Regions from separate parts of the Sus scrofa genome. Here region 1 is linked to region 2. The links are chromatin contacts, called in public Hi-C maps. All regions are on one chromosome and are shown on one strand. The core of a region is the stretch at or near the end of the contact, and the rest is flanking DNA. Distances in the headings are between cores, read along the strand shown.

Evidence for each region. Hi-C and Micro-C count contacts between places; a contact is called where the count stands out from the background.
Region 1: a Hi-C map of epiblast stem cells shows a contact between it and region 2, with 6 times the contacts expected there. The contact joins the promoter of TBX5 here to the promoter of TBX3 in region 2. A contact is called at or near these places in 2 of 47 Hi-C or Micro-C datasets (embryonic fibroblasts and epiblast stem cells).

What each region holds. Positions count from the first base shown.
Region 1 is chr14:37,768,983-37,773,934 of Sscrofa11.1, reverse strand. It overlaps TBX5 (T-box transcription factor TBX5), which reads right to left and starts at 1,730. Exons shown (of 9, transcript XM_013982915.2): 1 at 1,642-1,730. It overlaps LOC106505937 (a long non-coding RNA gene), which reads left to right. Exons shown (of 3, transcript XR_002338464.1): 2 at 833-1,063; 3 at 1,858-4,952.
Region 2 is chr14:37,579,831-37,584,823 of Sscrofa11.1, reverse strand. TBX3 (T-box transcription factor TBX3) reads right to left here and starts at 2,120. Exons shown (of 7, transcript XM_001927997.5): 1 at 443-2,120. The coding sequence starts at 831.

The DNA.
Region 1 (4,952 bases), core at 481-2,980, 190 kb before region 2:
CTTCCCACTCCCTCCCCCAACCACCTTTTCCATTAGATTTCCCGAACACTCAAATCACCACAGGACTCTCAAACCCAGACCTCGAGATCACCCCCTCCTCTCCACCCCCTTCCCAACCTCCATCCATCTCTGCTTCTCGGAGCGAGGCTCGGTGGCTGCAAAAAATCCCGCACAAATCATAGCAAACCCCGGTCGGCTTCTGCCCGGGAAGTAATCACGGTGACACGGGCCGTGCAGAGAACGGAGCCTGAACGCACTAGGAGTGCACGCACACACGCCACCAGCAGCCTCCTCTGCAGCCTTGCCAGCGTTCTCCCTCCACCGCTGACCTCAAGACGGAGAGCTGCCTGACCCCGCCTGGCCCAGCCTGCTGCTGCTAGCTGCCCTGACATCACCCCCCCTCCCCACTCATCACCCTGACTCTCGGTGACTCCAGGGTGAAGGCAGGGTGAAGGTGCCTTGGGATGGGAGCCGAGATCAAAGATGCCAAGAAATCGCCCTGCGCTCCCACCCCCACCCTCCCAGGGCCACCAGACCTCCCTGGCTGGAGGTGTACACAAGGCAGTGCCCAGTATTATTAAAATAATCAAACAGTCAATGGGGGCTGGCTCAGGTTTTCATCTCCACTCCCTCCCTCCTCCTCTCTGAAATGTATTATTTTGAGGGTCGAGTTGAAGAGGTCAATAGAAGCGTAAACACAGTCAGTAGGTCTTAGCCTGAGCAGACCCAGTTTGGAAAACCAAGAATTAGTGCTTGGAACAAATGTCAGGGTTCCTGTTCTGTTTCTCACCCACGTCTCCTTCACCCGGTTCTTTTCTGGGGCTCTGCCTAGAGATTCAGGCCTGCAAGCCAAGGTCTGGGGAGAGGAACAGAAGGAAGAGAACTGCCCTGGAGATCTGAGGCCGCCTCGGTGTAATCCTCTCAGGCCCTTGGAACTAAAATCCCAAGGCAGGCCTGACACATCGCTGCAAAATTCTAGAGTGGATCGTCCAACCCTAAAAGTGGGACAACCAGGGAGAAAACCAGCTGGAGCATTTGCTGCAGTTCTCACTCCACCTTCCAGGTTTGCTTTCAAACAGCCTTTTGCCAAGACAGTTTATTTATTTGTGAAAACACCCTCACCCTTCCAAAATGTCAGCTCCGAGGACTTTGGGCTCGCTCAAGGGGCGACCCCCGGCCAAAGACAGAAAACAAACATGGCTTCAGGATGAGGCTGCATCTCGGGCAAAAGGAAGGGGAAATCCAGAAAGCGCTCTCCAATCCCTTTAAATTCTCAGAGATTTGCGGATAAAATAAATTCCCATAAATAATCTGCAGGCCCCTCTGGAGAGGGAGAATCTCTACTCCCCCAAGTAACTGCCTGGCCAGATTCGCTTAGCTCGTGAAGTGCAGATACTGCGGGCCACCAAGCGAACCAGGGATTTTGAAACCTCAAGGGGGAATCTCCTCTTGCCAGGTGACACTGGAAGGCAAAATGCAAGCAAGAGAGTGCATTATTTCACAGAGAAAAGTAGCAAGGGGCGGGGGAGGGGGGGATCCAGCAGGGCTGAGTTGAGACGGAAAGCGAGGAGGCAGTGGGCAGGCAAGTCCTAAGAGAATCCTTTACCCCTCATCCCCAGAATTCTCCAGGGCGACACTCACCTCCAAAAATCCCACCTCTTCTTTCCAGCGTGGAAGCCGGTGAGTGACGCCTGGCTAGTAAGGGGTTGTTCAGGTGAAGAGTTTAGAAAGGACCCCCCAAAAGAGACCCCCTCTTAGAGCAAGCCTTCTTCCAGCGTCTGTCAAGAGTAGTATGTACCTCCCAGCTCACAGTTGGTTTGTGGTCTTCGACAAATTAATATTACTGTTTATTACCAGGCATACCCCAATAAAATAAAGAGGCAACCAGGCGATACGGGCTATCTCACCAGCCGCTGCACCTATAGGACTTGGAGACGTCACGAGTCACGCAACCGAACCGCGAGCTGTCACGCTCAACTGGGGGGCAGCGGCGGGAGGTTGATTTCTCTCCGTCTTCGCCTATCACTCCGGGCTGGGTCTGCACAGCCACAAGTCCCAGACGCCTGGGCCCCGGGAATAAATAAAGAAATAAACAAATCTAACGCTCTCTGGGGAAATGGGGGTGGCGGACCTCAGCCACGAATAGAGCCAAGATCGATTTTCTTAGGGAGGGGGGAGGAGGGCTTTGGGCTAAGGGAGGTGGGAGCTCACCTCAACCCAGGGATTGGAAAGAAATCAAGTTGGGGTGGTGGGGCAGGGGAGCCGAGGTCTCTTGCAGGAGGTAAGAGTGTTATTATTAAAAAATATATTTTTTTTTCCCCAGGAGGAGCACTCAGCATACGTGAATTGAGGCGCCTCTCTAGCTGGTTAAGTTTGGGACGCGATAACTCAGTGTCCGCCAGCGGACTTGCATAGAAGTAATCACTGGGTTATCGCGGAGCGGGGGAAGAAACAGAGACTTTAGGGAGAAGGGAGAGCCCTGCGCAGTGTTTCTTGCAAAGAAAAAGTCCATTCTGCGAATCCTCCTCTAGCTAGATCGGGGATGCAACCCGTCCCAGCGTGGCCTGGCGGGGGCGGGGTGCGAGTGGGTGGTGAGGTGGGGATGAAGAAGGGTAATTTCTGCAGAGAAAAATCAGTACCAGGTCCTGCAGAGGGACGAGGCGCTCTATTTTGTTTTGCAATAACGATTATTCTTGTTACTGGTCTCATCTATGGGCATAACGTCTAAGCAGCCCCGCGGCGGATGCGCACAAGGTTTAGCGCGCAGCTGGAAACGCTCTAAGTACTGTTGCGAAACGTACTGCATAGACGCCCCCCGCGACGCCGAGAGGAGAGCTAGGCCTACTCTGCACCGAGCCTGCGAGCTCCCGACCTTCCGGAAGGGTAAGTTCCTCGCCAAGGGGTCCCGAGGGAGCCGGACAACGGAATCTGGACTTGCCCCCTGCTACGGGCTTCGACCCCGGGTTGCGCGCCTGCCCAGCCCCCAGGGCTTCCCGAAGCTTGGCCTAGCTCCTGGCCCAGTCCGTCTGGGGCTGGAGCGGCAACAGAAAGTGCAGGAACGCAATCGACCAAGCAGCCTCCGGAGCTAAGGTCAGGCCCGCGGGGATACCAGACAGTGGTTTCCAGCGCCGGACACGGGCGCCCGGGCCAGCCGGGCCGCGGACTCTGCAGCTTCCAGCAAGCAGAGCCCGCGTCCCTCCTCTCGGCCAGGCCTCAGTGACCTTCCCAAGCTTCCCTTTCGTTTCCCAAATCATTAATAAGTATCTTTTCCCCAGTCCAAGGCCCTTTGGGTACAGCGTTGGTTCCCACATGCCTAGGAGCGCAACCTGAAATCCTTCGCCCAAAACCTGGAGATGGGTTCCTATTTGACCTCTGGGCAGAGGTGGGCCTGAAACGGAGGCCCGGGCCCCGCCGAGACTGGAAGGGGAAAGCGAAACTCCGAGTGGGGCGAGCTCTTTTCCGTTAGGTTCCTTTCTCCTGCATCCCCAGCGCGGGCCCCGCATACACCCCGACCGACTCACAAAGGATTCCGCAGGCTCAGCTTCCGGACCCGCTGTCCCCGAGGGTCCGGAGGCCGCAGCACGGATAGAATAAACTTAAGACCTCAACTAGAGTCGAGAATCTCCGTTCTTTTCCCGACCATTAGACAATAAACTTGAAAGAGAGGCTCTGATTCGCAACCTCCCTTCCTTATTTTGAAGGATTTTCTCGACCTGCCCCCCCCCAGCACGGTTTTCCTCCGAAATGTATTTTCCATATTTTGCAAAATTCCTGCCCTTATTTTAATATTGCAATGGATAGAACAGCAGAGGTTCCTACTTTGAAAAGTCGAAACAGAATAAAAGCAAGGGCGACCGCTGTTGATCTTTTTCCTTTGCTCTTGCCTTCTACTTTTAAGAAAGTCACATCCCAAACCCCCGTATTTCTTTCCTCCCCAAAGAAAGCTCACTTAACAATCCACCGTCTTTCCGTTTCTCTCCCGATGTGTCCCGCCTGACTGGGATCTCTATTGAAGACAAAAAAGTAGGTAGAAGTGCAGATAGGACTGGGAAAATTAATAAGAATTAAAACAACAGTATACATGTTGGTGAAAATAAACTTTGACCAACTCCTTTTGCAAAAGAAAAGGTCAGACTGAGGGTGGGAAATTCCCTTGTTTCTCAGGGTGTCACTTTCCCTGCTGCCTAGTTAAGTCTGGCTCTATTATATTTTTTTCAAGGACTGCAGTGTCTTCCATCCCAATGTTGTATTCAGTGCCTGGTTTCCTCCCTTCTGACCGGAAGTATCTGGGAATACTGGCTGTTATTATTATTTCAATATCCAATACGCTTCAGTATGTCCTACCAAGAATTAGTATTTCGCCTTACTTTACCAATTAGGCATGTTTGATGCTGTTTCCTGTGCTTTGGAAATATCCCTCCCCACTCCCCCAAATTGGGGGAGTGATTCCCCCACAACCACCACCACCACTGCAGTCAAGTTAATGAAATAAGAAATGGCTGTGGGATCATCGTTCTAACGGTTCAGCCGAAATAGCATCGCCAGAGATTTGCAAGCTCCCAAAGAACAGAAGGCAGTACAGTGTTTGGGGTGCCAAGGAGCCCCTGTTCTTGCTCCCTCCACCTTAGAAGTCCCTGGTGAAGGACAAGGCTGAGGGTCTTGAGCTGAGAAAACCAGGAGTCCCCTCCTGTCCCCATAGATGGACACTGAGCCTGAGAACTCCAACCATACCTGCAGCCCAGGACCTGCAGAAAGGCCTCCTCGTTTAGTCACTGTGTCTGCAGGGTCAGAATGTCCCCACAGCCCCCAAAGAAGTGGGGGATGGGGAATACTACATTCCAGGGCTCTGACCCCGTAAAGATAGAGAATTTAGGCTAATATCTCCAGGTCTGGGATGCTGGCGGGGGGCCTGTCTGGAAACCCCTCTCTCAACTGGAAGATACGATGGAAAC
Region 2 (4,993 bases), core at 871-3,370:
CTGCCAGGCCTCCCACTACCACGCAAACCAAAAGGGCTGTTAAGTGTTTCTCTCAGAGACCCAAATGAAACAGACAAAAATACAACATCTACAAAGAAGGTTGTTCCAGAAAGGTTTGATCAGTGAACTTCCTGCAATGGGGTGCTTTTTTCTTCTTCCTGCAGAGATGTCTGTGCACCATAGAAAAAATTCTATCTATCCTGTAGGGATCCCAGGATGCAGACCCAGGGAGGGAAAACTGCCTGCTGGCTGCAGACGCCCAGGTAAGGTGAAATTTCCTGCCACAGGGGCAGGGCCGGGAAAACTCAGTACACAGTTCCGGGGGAACCAAGTTTTTCCCTAAGCAGAAATAACTGGCAAACCGACTCTTCTGGAAGGAGAGAGATAAAACCAGGAAAGAAACCTTCGGTAGCTTGGGGGAGGGGGCCCGATGCTGGCTTACCTTCCCGACTTGGTAATGACCATCTCAGTGCCCCGCTTGTGGAACTGATCCCAAAGTTCTTTGGCCTCGAGGTGCACCTTGGGGTCATCCTCCACTTCTTCTTCAGGCTCCATGGTCTTCAGAGGCCTCAGATGTGTCTGGGGCCCCAAGGAGGAGAAAGGGATGCCGGTCTCGGCCGCCCCCACCAATTGATCCATGATCGGCTTGGCCAGGGCGCCGGGCAGCGAGAGCGCCGCCGCGCCGTTGGGAGGCAGCGTCAGCGCGGGGAAGAAGGGCGGCTGGTGACCCAGCACCGCGCTCATGGCGAAGTCCGGCGCCCGGTGAGGTAGGAACGGATGGTAGGCCATGCTTGTCCCAGGAATGACCGGATCTCTCATGGAGAGGCTCATCCACTCCAGGCGGGGCGCTGGGCTCCAGCCGGGGACAAGTCCGCAGCTGCTGTTTTGTTTTGTTTTTGTTTAACAGCAGCACATAGTTTGGAAGAAAAAAAAAACGCGAAAAAAAAGGGGGAGAATCACAAATAAGGCACCTCAAGGGGGGTTCTTTTGGGGAAGGGAATGTCTCTTTTAAAGTGGGGAAAGCTAGAAATCAGGAGACATAGTCGCGTGGTGACTGTCCTTGTGTCTCGCGTTTTCAAAAAGCCGCTCCTGGAAGTCGGTTTCAGAGGCGAGGGAGCGAGCAGGCTCTGGACTTGCGCCGGAGCCCTGCCGCTTGGCTCGAAATAGACACTCCAGCCCTTGGTCCCAGCAGTCGCTCCCCAGCCCCCAGTTCTTTGTTGCAAATGCGAACAATTCTCCTAGGAGACTTTTTACCTCTTCTTCTCCTTCTTCTTCCCCCGCCCCCCTATCTCTGCCTCTCCCTTCGGCTCGCAGGAGGCGTCTGCAACTGCGCTAGACCAGCTTGACCAGCGAGCGAGAGTGGAAAGTCTCTCTTCTTTAAAAAAAAAAAAAAAAAAAAAAAAAAATCTGATTGAAGCCCTCTTCAGCCAGCGCTATCAAAACTTGAACTGCAAACTGGCTTCCGCTCGCCCTCCTCCTCCTTCCTCCGCTCCGAACCTCCGGAGGGTGTCTGGGTTTCAATCCGAATCTTGCTGTGCTCTTCTCCCGCGCCTGTCTTCCTTGTCCTAAAACGTGAGCGAATTCGCTTCCTAAATCTGCGTCCAGACGCGCAGGGCAGGGAGGATTTAGGGGGGGGAGGAGGAGAATGAAAAGAAGGGAGAGAGGGAGGGTGAGAGAAAAAGAGAGACCAAGTGGGAGAGGGAGCGCGAGGAGAGGGAGGGAGCGAGAGAAAGCCAGCGAGAGCTCCTCGCCACCCTCCTCTGCCTCTAGAATTCCCCGGGCGTCTGCTCGGCGGCTCTAGAAGGTCGGGCTCTGCCGTGGGCTGCGGGGAGCCGGAGGCCTCTTGATTGGCTCTTTGACGCTTTCGGACCAATTGTGTTGCTGCATAGGCGTGGTTTTCACAGGTCGAGTGCTGGGGGATAGAGCCGAGTTATAAAAAGAAGGTGTCGGAAACTGTAACGTCGCAGCGCCGCACCGGTACTACTGCCTGTCCTGTGAATATGTCAACATGATCAGAGGGAGGGCGGGGAGCCACTGGGGAGCGCCGCACAGAGTCGCCTCTAGGTGGCTTATCGAGAGATCGCCGCAACCCCAGAGCGAGCGAGCTCTGGCTCAGCCCACGTCTGAAATGCCTCAGTCATCCAGCCCTCATTCGAGGGAGGAGGCAGGGCCAGGGAGGACGGGGGAGGGAGGCGGGAGCGAGAGAGCCTGGCCAGGAAGGCGGAGAGCGCGCCGGGCTCCTGGCCGGGGCGCTCCCCTCTCGCGCGCTAGGCTCGCCTCTCGGGCCGCCCCAGCTGTTTCTCTCTCCCTCTCCCCCTGTTAACTCGGCCTCGGGCGAGCCGAGCGTAAGGCTGAAGCTCCCGCGAGCTGCCATCCAGCCGCCAGGCTCAACAAAAGCCGGCAGCCGCGGAGAGGCAAGCGCCGCCGAGTCTCCAGGCTTGCGCGCTCTCCAGCCCCACGTGGAGCCAAGCTCCGCCCGGCCGCCGCTAAAGGGCTCCCGAGCTCGGGTGACTCTCGGTGCCGGTCTCCCCGGCAGCAGGGCTCGCGGGCTCCCGAACACACGGGGTGCGGCCAGATCTTAGCCCACGCGAGTGAGGGCTCCCTCCCCACCGTGCCCCACCCAAGACTGTGCGCGGAGACCCAAACGCCCTCAACACATCTGTAGGCAAACACTGGCCAGCTTAATGGGACCCAGCCAGCCGCGAAAACCATGTACACGCAAACACGTACACAGCTTGCGCGGGACTGCGCCCAGCTCACTCTAGGAGATGGACTCCGGCTGTTTTGAAGTGCGTTTACCAGCCCTTTTAGATCTCGTCCTCCATTTGGATTCAGGCTCCCGGTATTCCACCTGAATATGTGTGTGAGTGTAGAGGGGAGATCCGAACAAAGTGAGCGCAGAGAGGGGCTAGATTCTGGGCCTGTCCCCGACCGGCCGCTGACCTCCCCCTCGGCGGCGGCCCGGCTCGGTGCAGAGGTGCTGGAAAGGGGTGGGCGAGTTGGTCGGGGGAGGTGCGCCAGCCCCGTATCTTCTCCAGGCATCACACTTATCTCTCGGTGCCTCAGTTCTTTCTCCACCCTGGGGACTTATCTCGCCAGAAGTCGGGGGCTGAATTTGTAAAACAAACCGTGAAACGCCCCACCCCAGAGGCGAGGTGACTGGTTCCAGTTCAGGTAGGGTGGTGGGGGGGGAACCTCAGCAAGGGTGAAGGGGAGGGAGGCAACTGGATTTTACCTATCAGACCCGTCGTGGAATTGGTAACTGTTACCTCAGGTCCCTGACCAGGTCAGAGGATTCCCCAAACCAACATTTCTCACTTCTGGGAGGCAAAGACTTGGGCCGCCCCTGCTTAGATGGAGGGAAGTCTTGGAGACAGTACTCTTACCCCTCCTGAGTAGGGAGCTTCCCCGAATGGAAAGGGAAGGAAGAAAGGGCTGATTGCGGGGCCTAGGGGGTTAAGAAACCCCAGGCTTGGGATGCATGTGTGTCTCTGTGTGTGGAAAACCAGCGCATTCCTCTCTTACATTTTGCCTGGTGTAGCCCCTAAGCCCCCAGCTCCCATACTCCGAAGTGGGAGCAAGTGGAGGGTGAAAATGCAGTTCCATTATGGGTCACCCGCGCCAGATAGGGGTGGAACTTTTGAGGCGACAGGATTTTCCAGCCTCGCATTTTTGACGCACATGGTTAAGAGCGCTTGGCGCCAGCGCTAAGAATTCCCTGAAGTCACCAGAGAGAATAGAGTGGTTCTGCGAACTCCGTCTGGCTCGCCATCTCGCCCCTTTCTTTCCCTTTCGGTCTGTCTTTCCCTGGCGTCCTCTTGGCCTTTCTCTGCGGTGGTGGAGTATGAGGGCCGGGGTGTCGGCTCACAACGCCCCCTCTCTCCTCCCAGGCGGCCCTGATCCCCAAGGGTGCGAGAAACCAGGCCTTCCCACTCCTTACACCGACCACCGAGGTCACCGCAGGGTTTCACCAGTCTCCCGAGGCTGAAACCCGCCCCCTCCCCCACAGTGCTGGCTGCCTGAGCCTGGGGCTGAAGAGCTCCGCTTTCTGGAGTGGCCCACAAACCCCGGTCCGGTTTTGCCTGCACTTCTCGGCCAACCTCTGCTCCCCCGCTCCCAGTAAAAGGAGACTAATTCTGCAACCACGAAATGACTGACCCCCCCCCCCCAGCCCTCTCACCCACTTGGCGCTGCAAGCATCCAGATGCCCAGGAGACAGACATTTTACTCGGTCCTTTGCATTCTGGCTTACTTCGGTTTTGAACGTGGGAGAGGAGCGTGCTGATTTAACTAGTAAATATCTCCACTTGCCTTTGGCCTCAACGGTGGGGGTGGACCAAGACTGAGTTCTGCTGCCCCTCGGCCTCTTCCCTCACGTGCCGATTTTTTGCCCGTAGCTCTAACTTAACCCTGGGGTCACCCCCGTTGCCACTCCTGACCCCACTCCCACTCCAGCGCACAAGGGCGTGGGAGGGGGGGGAAGTTTGCGGGGTTCTGAATCGAAAATGTCGACATCTTGCTAATGGTCTGCAAACTTCCGCCAATTATGACTGACCTCCCAGACTCGGCCCCAGGAGGCTCGTATTATGCAGGGAGGCTGCAGTAACTTGGGATCAAAAGCGGGAAGGTGCGAACTCCTCTTTGTCTCTGCGGGGCCGCCGCGCCCCCCTCCTGGTGGGTGATAAACCCACTCTGGCGCCGGCCGTGCGCTGGGTGATTAATTTGCGAACAAACAAAAGCGGCCTGGTGGCCACCGCATTCGGGTTAAACATTGGCTAGCGAGTTCCGAAGACTTGTGCCAGGCCTGGCGGCCGGGAGAACTCACAGGCTAGTGCGCACCCGGCCCCGGGCGTTTAGGCTCCCGCCTCGGGCTCTACACGATCTTCTTTTTTTTCCTTGCATGCAGACCCCTTCGGTCGTCTCTCTCCCCGCCTCACGTTCAACAAAAGACAGACCGGAACACTGAAGGAGCCTGCTCCTCGGCCAAGCCCGA